2 separate regions of the Hordeum vulgare genome follow, and region 1 is linked to region 2. Evidence: chromatin contacts called from public Hi-C data. All regions are on one chromosome and are shown on one strand. The core of a region is the stretch at or near the end of the contact, and the rest is flanking DNA. Distances in the headings are between cores, read along the strand shown. Region 1 holds the start of LOC123402585 (ethylene-responsive transcription factor ERF054-like). Region 2 holds the start of LOC123401757 (ferredoxin-thioredoxin reductase, variable chain-like).

What was found. A called contact is a pair of places that touch in the nucleus more often than the background predicts.
Region 1: a Hi-C map of leaf shows a contact between it and region 2, with 3 times the contacts expected there. The contact joins the promoter of LOC123402585 here to the promoter of LOC123401757 in region 2. A contact is called at or near these places in 3 of 6 Hi-C or Micro-C datasets (leaf and seedling) and 1 of 1 datasets of contacts at active chromatin or transcription factors (embryo).

Annotation. Positions count from the first base shown.
Region 1 is chr6H:389,903,552-389,910,168 of MorexV3_pseudomolecules_assembly, forward strand. It overlaps LOC123402585 (ethylene-responsive transcription factor ERF054-like), which reads right to left and starts at 4,321. Exons shown (of 1, transcript XM_045096510.1): 1 at 2,286-4,321. The coding sequence starts at 4,117. The coding sequence ends at 2,744.
Region 2 is chr6H:389,735,812-389,742,303 of MorexV3_pseudomolecules_assembly, forward strand. It overlaps LOC123401757 (ferredoxin-thioredoxin reductase, variable chain-like), which reads right to left and starts at 2,646. Exons shown (of 1, transcript XM_045095611.1): 1 at 1,698-2,646. The coding sequence starts at 2,497. The coding sequence ends at 2,030. It overlaps LOC123401756 (vacuolar-sorting protein BRO1-like), which reads right to left. Exons shown (of 2, transcript XM_045095610.1): 1 at 6,190-6,492; 2 at 3,477-4,189. The coding sequence ends at 3,746.

The sequences.
Region 1 (6,617 bases), core at 3,071-5,570, 170 kb after region 2:
GATCCGGACTTCATTTGTCTTTGTTTGGGTATTTACACGCTTGATCCTTCCGATCTACGACTTTCTTCATCACAGATGGTTGTTACTCTGATGTTTTGTTCCTATGAGGTCTTAGCATGATGACTTACCGACTTTTACTACAACAAGGTTTTCCTAACTTTGACGGGGGAGGGACGATAACGTGGAAGCGGCTATGGTTCGCTCCATTCACTACATGAATTAGCAATCTTGCCATTAGGAGACTTCTTTGCCCTCAGGTTATCATCAGGGAAGACGGCGAAGACTAATTTTGCCGTCAGCTGCTGACGGCAGGGATAGTTGACGACAAATTCATACTTTGTCGTCTGTTATTTTTTATAGACGACAAGGACAATCTTTTGGCGTGTGTAAAAAAACAGACGACAAAGTATGTCTTTGTCGTCTATAAAAAACCATACTTTGTCGTGTGTTATATTTATAATAGATGGCAAAGTATGTATTTGCCGTATGCGATTTTTAGGAGACGGCAAAAAAGAAACATAACCCACAAATCGATCTCGTGGATCGATGATGTGGCTACATGAGTCCCTCCCCGTGCCTCACCCACGCCGCTCGATCCCCACCGGTCCACTCTCCTCGATCCATCCCTCCCCATCCTTGTACGATGCCCCCACACCGTGACGGCCACATACCCACGTGCCTACTACACGCACACCCACTCACACACACCTCCCCACATCCGGTCCATTGTGATCGATCCATCAGATTCGTCGCCCGTTCTCCCCAGCAGCGCTGCCGACGCATCACAATCGTGCGCCTTAGCCACCATCCTGTCGCCTCTCGTGCTCCCCTTTCGAGGTCCGCAGCCTCTATCGCACCCCCTCGCGACTAGACGGGCAGCACGCGCCGGCCAGTCGAGCACCACGCGTCGGCTAGGCGAGCACCACAAGCTGGAGGCTAGGCGGGCGCCACGCGGCGGTGGCCATGCGTGACAGCTGTCGTCTTCCGGACGGAGGTGGAGATACGCCCCGTCCTGTCCTTCTTCATGGCCCCGTCCACCGTCGCCATGGAGGCCAGCGACCTCGCGCGTGCCTCACACTGCACTCGCCGCTCAATTGCGGCTCCCTCGTGCCCCTTGCCCCTCCGGCCGCCTTTCTTCTCTCGTCGCCCGACGACAGGTCGCTCGCGTCAACCTTCCCTGCTGCCCGATGCCATGTCTCCCTCCTACCCGCCGCCACACCTCCTCATTGCCTCCCCTGCACACGAACGTCGCCCCGAATTGCAGCAGATCCACGTTTTAGTTTGCTGCCGCCACGCCGCAGCTCGCCGACACGATGCCACGAACTCCGGCCACCGAAAGAACATGAACTGGGGTCGGAAAGAATGAACAGGAAAAGCAACCATGATTTTTTTAATTTACCAAACAATCTTTGCCACCTGTTAGACTATGAGGTTGATGGCAAAGCGATGTGGAGGCCAACTGCTAACATGAAAATCCAAAACCATACTCTGTCGTGTGTTATTGTTCTAGCTCACGCCAAAGTTGTAGTTTGGTTGACGGTAATTTTTTGCCTTGTGTCCGATAAAAAGTTGACGGCAAAGTTCTCTTTATCCATTCATAGTATGTTGTCAAGCTTTGTCGTCTGCTGGTTGACGATAAAATCTTTGTCGTGTGTATACGAACATTTGATGTTTGTTAGCGCCTCACGACAAACTTTCTGATTCCCTTAGTGATTGCTTATACTCGTCGCTAGGTGGTCCATGGACGTGGCTGTATATTTTATTACCTCTGATATATTATTTATTATCATGATTGAAGATGAATAGATTAAGAGTTTCTCGGGCATTTTTTTCTTCCTAAAATCAGTTTGAAATAAACACTTCTACGAGAAATAAACTACTTCATCTTTCCTTTGGGTTGGGCAAGTTTGTCGCCAGCACATACACCCCGAACACACTTCGTGTTAGAGAAGATCATGAAACCCTAAGTTCCCACTGTTCCGTCATCTAAACATCTTCTCCTTCTCATATTCGTCGGCATGATGAGATGAAGAGAAAATCAGAAAACTTCATTAACTAAAACAAGTAACAACTATCAATGTACTCCCTCCGTATCTAAATATAAGTCTTTTAAGATATTTCACTAGATGTCTACATACGAAACAAAATGAGTGAATCTGTACCCTAAAATATGTCTATATACATCCGTATGTAGTTCATTAGTGAAACTCTTAGAATGACTTATATTTAGGAACGGAGGGAGTATCGATCATGAAACCAACAGTACATATAACGTGCATGGCAGATGTGGCACCCATATATATATATGGTTCAACAGTACTACAGGAAACACAAATATATTTAGGTAAGAACAAGAGGAGAGCATAAAAATCGTCTCCTCTTTCAAACCTTTATTAGGAATCCCTAAACCATACACAACACAACTAAAGATGCAGGAAACAATTGAAGAGGGCTAGCTATCTAATGTCTAAATCTCATCTTAGAATCATCACGGAAGGATGTACAAGGATGGAGAATCAAATATAGCCCATCTTTGTCCCAGCCTATAAAATGCAGCCGGGGCCTTCCATGCGATTTTCAGGAGAAAATCGATCAAGAGAGAAAAGAAAAAGGTTATGAGATGTTCCTGTGATGTGATGATGCCACAAGCTGTCTGTTAAAAATCTGCAGCCTGTGTGCATCTCACAGCGTAGGTAGGTTCTGTCTTCTGTGTGTGAGATATTCAGAGATGGGAATGCGTGTCTTAGTCCTTCCACATGAAGGGAGGACGGGGAGGAAGGGGAGAAGGGGGAGCGGCACAGGCCGTGCCTGTCCCTGCCGCCGGTGCCATGTGGGCTTCGGGCGCACTGGGGACGTAGTCCATGCCGGCCTGCTCACCGGCGAAGCGAGACTGGAGTAGGAGGCCATGGGCGCTGTCCATGTCGTAGTCCCAGACAGAGCTGCCCGGACCCCACGCGCTGAACCATGCGTCGTCGGCGGGGCCCCAGACGCCGCCGGGGGTTGCTGGAGCCTGCTGCATCATGGCCGTGCTGCCGTCGCTGCATTGTTGCTCTGCATTCTGGAGCTGAGGATTTTGCTCTGGTTCCGGGAGGCCGTCCTGCTCTGCTGCGGAGAGCAAAGGTTTCGGTCCAACAACGTTGGCTTGCTCGTCCATGTGCTGCTTCTGTTCACGCTGGAGCAGCAGCTGCGCTTGCTGCGCATGGGTCTCTTCCGGCGTCGGCGGAGCGGACTTGGAGGAGGAGGAGGAGGCCGACGCCGCGGCGCTGGCGCTGGTGCGGCCGCTCCCGCCGGAGCGGCCTTTGCCGAGAAAGAGGTCGGGGAAATTGAGCCGCGCGTTCTCGCCGCGCAGCTTGAAGGCCTCGCGATCGTACGCCATGGCGGCGTCCTCGGCGGTGTCGAAGGTGCCGAGCCACAGGCGCGTTCGGTTCCGCGGCAGGCGGATCTCCGCCACCCACTTCCCCCAGTGACGCTGGCGCACGCCGCGGTACAGCTTGGCCGGGCCAGGCGGCCGCAGCAGGTGCTGGTACAGCGCCGGCGGCACGACCCCGCCGAGCACGCCTCGCGGGCTCAGGTTCAGGGCCGCGCTCCAGTAGCGCAGCGCCTCGGGCGACATGTACTGCGGCGGAACCAAGGCGGCCGCCGCCTCGAACTGCTGCTGCTGCTGGGCATCGCCGAAGGATATCATCTGCGGATGCTGCGAAGGTGTGTGTTGCTGCTGCTGCGGCAGCATCGGCTGTTGGTACAAGCTGGAGGAGTATTGCAACAGCTGCAGGAGCCTCGGGGCCGCCGCCGGGGACGGATCGTACGCGAACGGGAATATCTGCCGCGTCGACGACGCATAAGGCGGCAAGGACGTCGCGGGCGGAGAGAGGGGGTTGGAAACAGAGGAGGAGTCCGGGGAAGCAGGGGCCGACGACAGCGAGGACACGGAGCGGCGGAGGCGGCAGTCGGGGCTCCGCATCTTCTTCAGCGGCGGGAGCAATGCGGCCGCCGGCGCGTCTTCTAAAACCGGCGCCAGCGGCTGCTGCTGCTGCTTCTCCGCCGCCGAGCTCGCGGCCTTCCCCTTCCATCTCCGCTCGCGCCCGCGGACGCCGCCACCACTATCCGCCGCGTCCATTCCAGCAACTCGCCCAATCGCGCGAACCCTCCGGCTGAATTTTAACCCGGCCGCCGCCGCCCGCCGCAGACAATACCAAACCAGGCCAAGCAACTCACGTACGAAGCGTACAAGGCTGCGAGAGAAGCTGCGGGGCGCGCGTGCGCGGGGGAGGAGGTGAGCCAATGGGGCGCGAGGTTCTGATCTGATTTGGAGTGATCGGCCGGCCGCGACGGGCTTATAAAGGTGGGCGGGCCAGATATTTTTCGGGAGCTCGGGGATGTTCCACGCGGGCGAAAACGAGAAAGGCAGTTGTCGCGGTGTGGCGCCAACGGGGTCGTGGACGGTGGTCGGGCCCCACGCGCATTGACCCGTCAGCGAGCCCCGCCCGGCGCCACGTCGGACCTCGCGATTCGTGCGACGGCCTAGGAGCGCCGCAAGAATCGCGAGCCATGCGCTGGAGACCCGACGTAGCTTTCGGTTTGGTGTCGCGGCTTTGCGCGGACGGCACTGGCCGGGAAAGAAGCCTTGGAGTGATCCGTCTGTTGCTTTCCTTGCACTACAATCTCGTTTCGGCCCCGTTATTATTCTTCTCGACTGCGAAAAAATCGGGTTTTGTTGGTGGGCTGACCGGGTTCGAGTTGGCGAATGCCTATCACCTCCAGTTGTTATGCTGGCAGTACTTCCAATATTCCAACGTCATGGCTGGCTGATTCAATAAAGGGAAAATCTAATTAGAAGCGCCGCACAGCGGATTTTTCATGCGGCGGGTGCAATGCATGGACACTCTGTCTCGCATGTATTATACTTCTGCATGTGTCGCTATCGTGCTACAGTATTTTTACTAATCACTACAAAAGTCATGCAAGCACATGCGATCAATGTGCTAGAGTGCTCAAATTGTTTGGACATGCAGCGACAAACCTTCTTTCTTTACCAGGCATGCATGTAATAATGTCAGCTAGATTCCCTTCAATGTTTGAAATTTAAAAAGTCTTATCTCTAAAACGGTTAATTTGATCAAGGATCTGTTTTCACAGTTGTCTTTGTCGCGATGAGATCTTCGAAACTAGATCCCATATTGACATGTCTTGACACCTTTTCTTTTCATCCATATTTGCCACATTGTTTCACTTACTTGTCATATTTGTAAACACTTACTTGCATGATAAAATATAATTGTTACACTTACTTGTCATATTTATAAAACTTACTTGTTTGATAAAATATAACAAAATTACCATGTTTTACAATTGCATGTAAAGAATGACAACTTAAGATAATAAATCTGACAACTGTAAAACATGGCATTTTAGTTATATTCTATCAAGCAACTTAGTGTTTACAAATATGACAAGTAAGTGTAACAATGTGGTAAATATGGATGGAAAAAAAAGGTTGTCAAAACATGTCAATATGGGATCTAGTTTTGAAGATCTCATCGCGACAAAGACAATTGTGAAAACAAATCATCGATCAAATTAATCGTTTTAAAGATAAAACTTTTTGAATTTCTAATGTTAAAGAGAATCTTGATGACGTCATTGTATGCATGCGTGATAAAGAAAAGGAGATTTACGTCTCCATGTTCAAACTATTTAAAGTAATATGAATATGTGATTAGAGGGACACATTAATTTTTACATGGGTTAGCTGGCCGCCGCATCGGAAGACCGAGATGCAGCGCCGCTATGTAGTGGAGTCCTTCAATAAATCATTTGGTACCGTGTGCTCCGTCTGTAAGCAATGAGAGGAGCCCAGGTGTATGGTTTGCAGACGACGCAGGACTGAGGAAGATCTTTGCATTTGTTATTATATAATATGGAGCAGTACTAACAATTGCATGCATCATTATGTGAGGGCTATGTGAGGGCTGCATATGCCGAAAGGGCACCGGATTAACCACTTTAACTAGTGAAGCAATCGGCTTATCGTTTCAGAAAAGAACTGGCTGGGGAATTCCCCCCTAGTTTAGGACCTTGTCTTTTAGTACTACTTTAAATCTGTCTATGGTCCATTCTGGCAACACGTGCCGCTGCCGAGCATGCCTTTTCTCTCTTCCTGCGAATCTGATGCATGTTCGGTGATGTGCTGCTGGGAATGGCGTGAAAGGCGTTTGGAAGTGTTGATTCCGGGTGTTGGCGTCTGAGTGTAAATTGTTATTACCTTTGGTAACTTCTCCTGTAAAATTACTCGTACCTACAAGAGGATGGAAGGTGTCTGCGGGAATATTTTTCTGGGAACAACTGCATCAATAATTTATGCTGCCACATAAACGATTCCTTGTTCTACACGCACCATGCACATCCAGAGATGAGATCACCATGCATTAATCCCCGCAGCAAGCAGCTCTTAAACTCCACAATAACAAATAACAATGCGTTGACCACTTGATATACGCTAGTATTGTGAAAACGGCTGTATTAGTTTATGAAAATACTTTAAATAAATCGGCTGATTCCACGAGCGCTTAAGCCGCACCGAACAGCTGCCACGCTTCCCTCTAGGCCTTGCTCTCTTT
Region 2 (6,492 bases), core at 1,396-3,895:
GCCCCGGCTGGCATTGGTCGCCAACAAGCGGGTTGTGTCTGCAGCAGACGGCTCTCTCAAGTACTCAGGGACAAACATTGCAACCACAACCTTGCAGAATTTGTACAACGACTCTAGGCACGTAGACTCACTCATACGGACGTACTCATCGATAAGATCACTAGGTACTCGTAAGCAAGCATCCGGATAGTTGCAGTGCATTTCTGATAAGATGAGAAGCCAATCTTTCCAATGGCATCCTCTTTGCACTCGAAGTAGTCATGTATCCAACCACTCCTCTCGAATCCGGTTGAAAACATGTCTAGCCATACAGAAACGCCGCCGGAATTTGTGATGTTTGAACAACGGATTGCTTGTATCAAAGTAGTCCTTCCATAGAAGGATATGGCCGCTCTCTCGATTGCGATTCAATGCCGAAACATGCCCCGGAACAAAGGCCGTTGCTTATTAAGGTGGTCATGGACCAACACGGCAAGCAGCATCTCCTCATCGTCGGATGAGGAATCATCGGAGTCGCGAAGAATATTATGGAAAAAGAACTCGTCGGCGCAGTCCATTTGTACCTTGAGGCAAACTGTCAAACAGTTTGCGGGCATGGATGATGAAGCTAACCAGCGACGGCGTATTGGGGTCGGGGAAGCTGCGGTGGCCCGGCGACGTGGGTAGGCACTGGGGATTTGCGGGAGGAGGCGCCGGAACTAGGCGGCAACGGGCTGGGGACGAGGCGAGGGCTAGCTGTCGGCGTTGTCAGTAGGGGTGGAAAACGATCAATGTGCCACCGACTGACGGGTCAAGGAATGAAGTACGTGTGCGTCGTCAGCGTCTGCTTTGTGTCCATGCCAACGCAAATCAGGCTTAAAATTGGATGGGGAATGGGTCCGAACGCGGACGAAAAGCGGACGCGCGTCCGTTTGAGTTGGCGGGTTAGATCGACTTTTTATCCTCGCGGACCTAAACAGACCGCGACGAACGAAATAGATCGTTCCGTTGGAGTTGCTCTTAGAGAACCAAGCTTTGCCCTGCTGGCTAGCAGTGGAGTGCGCACTCTGCCTACCCGCGTCCGAGGCCTAGCGTGCCTTCACATTGTCTTAGAAGAATATTGGCTGCATATATTTCTCTTAGAAGAATATTTATATAAATCTGTCATGTTACCTATTTTACATTGTTGTTCATTGTGGAAATTTGAGCTGCTATAAGAAACCTATGAGGTTACTCTGAACATGAGACTAAAAACATAGAATGCTGTAGAATGTTGATGAATGGACACAACTAAATTCTAGTATTACCCAAAATCAGCCAACAACCTAGCTTAGAGTTGTGATTTAGAAAAGATATTTCATCAGAATGTTCTTGTAATTATACAACATAGGCCATCCAAATTCAGACGAACTTTAGGACTCCCAAGTTCAAGTTGGTATTCATCCAGTAAGAACAAATTATATACATCGATGTATTTTCTCAAGCAACACAATCGAATGAAAAATCGCATATATAGTGTTGCACTCCAAATGCTTATCGTAATGTCAAAAACAAATACTTGTTGCCTAACCGAATTCCCTCATAAACAGCACATATTTTCTAAATTAAAAATAAAGGATACACATTCCTACAAGCAACAATGTCATTGTACCAATCAGACAAAGAAAAGGTTTTGGAACAATCAGCAAAAGAAGTACTATCAAGCATAGGCTGCTAGGAAGAGCAAAAATTATCATTGTTATTTTATAGAACTATCAATCATTATTATCCGATCAATTCCCCACATCTGAGAAAAAAATAGATGTTGAATTAGAAGAGGAACAAGGGAACGACAGCAGGCAAGCAATCAACTTCCTGCTCATGCGTTCCTAATTCCTACCCTCTTCAGTCTTCATCCCTTGCTCTCACCAGAAACACACACACACACACACACCGGAACAATATACACACGCCTACACTGCGGCCATTATTATTGTATAAAGGGAAGGCGGTCGGCTTACTTGGCCATGTACAGTTGTTACAGAGGAGGAGGTAGGTACAGTGGTCTATCTCATTCGTCGTCGATGTACTCGAACTCGTCCTCGCGTAGGTGGACGAAGAGCTTGACCGGCTTGGGCTGGGTGTCGACGGTGAGCTGGAACTCGACCTTGAAGGGGAAGTTGGCGGTGATGCGCTTGCCCTTCCAGACGCCGACGTACTGCTTGATGACGCCCTCCATGCCCTGGATGTCCAGGTCGGGCGCCTTGACGACGTGGTAGACGCGGAGGGGCGCCGTGACGCGCACGCGCCTGCCGACCTTGGGCGCGTGCTCGGCCTCCTCCTCGGCCACGTCGGACGAGGAGGAGACGTCGCTGGTGAGGGAGACCCGCGGGCGGGCGGTGCGGAGGCGCGGCGGCGGGCCGAGGCGGCAGCGGCGGGGGGCAGCGGAGGCCGGGGAAGGGAGGCGGCGGAGGAGGAGGACCGAGGAGGCGGAGGCGGAGGTGGAGGGAGGCGCCATGGCCGCGGCGGTCGTTGCCATTGGCGGCGGGCGGGCGGGGGAGCGACTGGAATGTGGGGCGCGTGTGGAGGGGAGCGGCGTCGGGTCGAACAGGTGGTGGGCGCGCGGGAGAGGGGTGTAGGATAGGAGCCCGGGCAACGAGAGGTGGAGGAACGGATAGACGAGCGAGTGAGGATGTGCGAGACGTGGGTTGCGTACTGTAATATTTCTGACGCTTTCGTTTTCGTTTGCATCCGGCCTTCGGAAACGTCCAGAATTTTGTAGCTCCGTCATGGTAAGCTGCTGCCCAGGGCCGTTCTCAATCTCAGAAAACGGTGCAACAGATCACGAAATGCTCGACAGACAGTGAAATTCGTAAGCAAAGAGTTGTGAAATTCATTTGTAGAAATAAATAAATATTGGGAGACATTTCGAATATCTTGAAATTCATAAGCTCCTGTCGAGTGTAAATAGTTCGATAAGATATAATTGCTCGTACAAATCTCTTCTTCTGCTAAGAAATTGTCTCGTCATGTTGGTGTTCACACATCCTGAACTTAATTATCCACAACAACACAACACATTGGATATTAAGATTAGAGCAGCAAGCGGTTTTGCAATTCTACGCTGATATTTTTTTGCAAAAAAATAAAAAAAACCCGGCCTTTGCATCAATTGATGTGTACATCTATTTTTATTAATTATTCAATAAAGATCTAACAAAAACATATATCAAGTCATCCGAAACCATCACTCACACCTACAAACCCGATAATATGGAGTGTTCTCACTTTTCATATCTAAACTGGTGTCGTCGTCAATCCATCGGCAAAACGTATCGAAACCTACAACCGGTGCAACAAACCTTACACCACATGCATATATTTTAGAAGTTGTCATCATCAATTCTACGCTGATGAAACAAACAATACCGAAAGGATAAATCATTGTGTACACGAAGGGCAGAGAATTTACGTAAGCTTGTGCTAAAACATGAAAAGTGTGTGCTTACTGAAATGGCTGACGGCAGATGAACTTTTCATTACGGCACAAAAGGAGCATCACAGAAACCTGAGTGATCCCACCGGCAACAGCCTACCAAGCATTTATCAAGCTTCAACTAGAATGGTCCTAGCTTGACATGCCAACACACAATGTAGCTACACACTAGATACACGACGACTATACGAGACTTTTTCCATAATCTCTGCTGCAGCAGACAGTCTTTAGCATGCAACGGCGGCAAAGGATGTGTGCCATTGCTTCATCTCACAAAGTCAAAGCATTCAGTTATGACGACTGAAGGCCAGTTTCTGTTTTTGCATCCAAGACCTCACTCTTGGAAGCCGACCGGACAAGCGAAGCTGATGGCAAGGGAGACAACAATTTGGCTGCTGGAACTCTCATAAGATAGATGCGGTTGTTCTCATTCACTACCTTCTCCAAGTTCTGGTTCATCTCTTGTTCTAGCCTGGAAACAGAATCATAAAGGGAAGCAGGGGCTCCCCTGGCAGTTCTCTTGGCATCAACAACTGCATTAATCCCAAACTGCAGCCGCGCTATCTCCTCGCCAATTTCCATCTTCTCATGCAATTCAATGGCATACCGATAGCAAGCTTCTGCATTTAATTGAGCAGCCTTCAACTGGATGTGAGACAACCATGATCTTTCAATGTGATTCTGCAGTGGAGGGATAACCAGTGCACCATACGCTTCTTCATAGTACAAGGCAGCCTGCATAAGGCCAGAGGCAAATATTTTTCTCATGTCAACTTTTTCTTCTATGCATTTTAACAGAATTATATTTAAAATGTTCAGACATGCAAAATATATGTTCTATTATCTTTGCCACTTCAGCAGCAGAACCTTACATCAAATCCCTAAGCCCACGAACCTACTGATCCTCGTACTTTAATAGCCTATGGCAAAGATTCTGATTCAGCTCGGTGTTTGCTAATCGAAGAAGAAACGTACTCCAGCACTTTTCTCACGGAATGCTGATGGTTTCTTATGGAATGCTGCTGGCACATCATGCTAACAGTATCTGCCAGGCATATAATCACACCAATCTTGCACTCAGGTAGGCAATCCAAAATAAGAGAGCAAAATATTGCATCTCCAGTGCAGCCTGTAATGGAACTCTCTCAAAGACACATCCATATGCACAGCAAGACGAAAAACTGGACCAGGCCCCAGAAAAACTAGACAAAGGAGGTGCTTAAGCCTGCTTTGGAAGTCACAATTCAGTTTGCAACAACCAGTTTGCTAACAGGTTACCAACCTCGCCCTCCCCCCACAATACCTATAACATGTGATCCTCATCAAGCCATGATGGTAGACCATGTTGGGAGTATCCTAGCAAACTGGGCATGAGCAGCACGGGTATGGCGGAACGGTGGCAACCAGAAATAGTTATAAACTGGCAGAATTTAGGTCTAATATGATCGTAACTTCAATGCAAAAAACCATCTCTAGATTGCACAGAAAATACATGGCACTTCACCAATCTAGTACTCCCTCTGTTCCATAATTCTTGTCACGGGGGAGTACTGGAAATTCTAACCAGATTGATTGGTTTGAACAAAATAAAATCTTGCATATTTAGATCTAATAGCTAAGGTTGAGGATGAGGTGATAAGGCAAGATATGACCAGAGACATGCAAGGTAACATTTCATGACGGTTGTTCTGGTTTTGGGGTCCCTGCGAAGCTCTTTCTCAACTTTCTTCGGACATTTTTATGTTTTCCAAGTATTCTCTATCTGAAGATGCATATTCTTGAAAATTATTTGTATTCGACAAAAAATAATCTCAGAGTGTAGTACACCAAATTAATCTGAAACTTGAAACTATATCAGCATGGCAATGATACAAGCATAAAACATATAATACGCCGAAATCGTAAGGTGTTGGAGAAAATCATAATAGTCAAAGTCAGTGAAAGCATTAGACAGAATCCAGACCTTGCGTGTGTGGGACGTGGGAGATAAAGTATGGCTAGGGAGAGTTGGATACTGCAACTGGCATAAACGTTGGATTAACCTTACAACCTCTACTTTACACCTTCTAATGAAAATATTTGATGATGGTAGGGGTGTCTGCTATTTTCTGGACAGTTTGGAAATTAGTGTTTGACAAACTTAAAATCATTTATCCTTGCGTTTGAGTTAATATGATTGCGAGATTCTTAATGATTTGATTATTCTGCAGAAAAAACAGGGAGACCAAGAAATGCTGAAGTCAGGAGTAGAATGTTCGAACTACTAGCAAATGAGGTGTTCCATGCTGTTCATGGATGGAAGACTGGACTGAACAGGATCCAGAACTGAAGGAGCCCTTTTGAGATGTGATCTTATTCTCGTCAGGACCTTTGGTTCTCTGCTGTTAGTAGTCTAGTTTTGTTTCCTGTTGGTTCCAGCTGGGGAGATTGAGAGGTAGCGTGTGAACTGCTGCCTGAGATTTCCTGGGTGCTTATCCTATGATGTTTTGAGGATCCGGCTCATGATTCCCGAAGATCCTAGAGTTTATCCTGTACGCTCTTGGTTAGCTTATCGGTCGTTTTTTTTTCTTCTTTCAGTTGTAATAGCTTGTGTAAAGTAAAAACATTGCTGGAGCGTCTCAACTGCTGCCTGAAATTGGAGGGGAAGCTAAGGCGAACCTAGAACAATCATAGATCATAAGGATGCAATGTCACTAGGGAAGAAGCACGCGGCAGGCAAGGGCAGCCAATCTCACCTGCCTGGCCACCTTGGAGCACGCCGCAGGTGACGTTCCTGCCGCGAGAGCGCGCTCGAAGCAGCACTCCTGCGCCTGCGCGAGCATGAGCCTCTCCAGCATCGCCGCGGCCTCCGGGCTCATATCCACCGTCCCCTCCTCCCCCTCCATCATCTGCCCCACCGCACGGAACGCCCCCGCGGCGCGCTGGAACTCCCCGCACGCCTCCTTGACCCCTCCCTCCGCCGCCCGGTCCACGGCCGCCGCGATCCTCGAGGAGGCCGCCCCGACGTTGAACACGACGGCGGCCTTCTCGAACCGGAG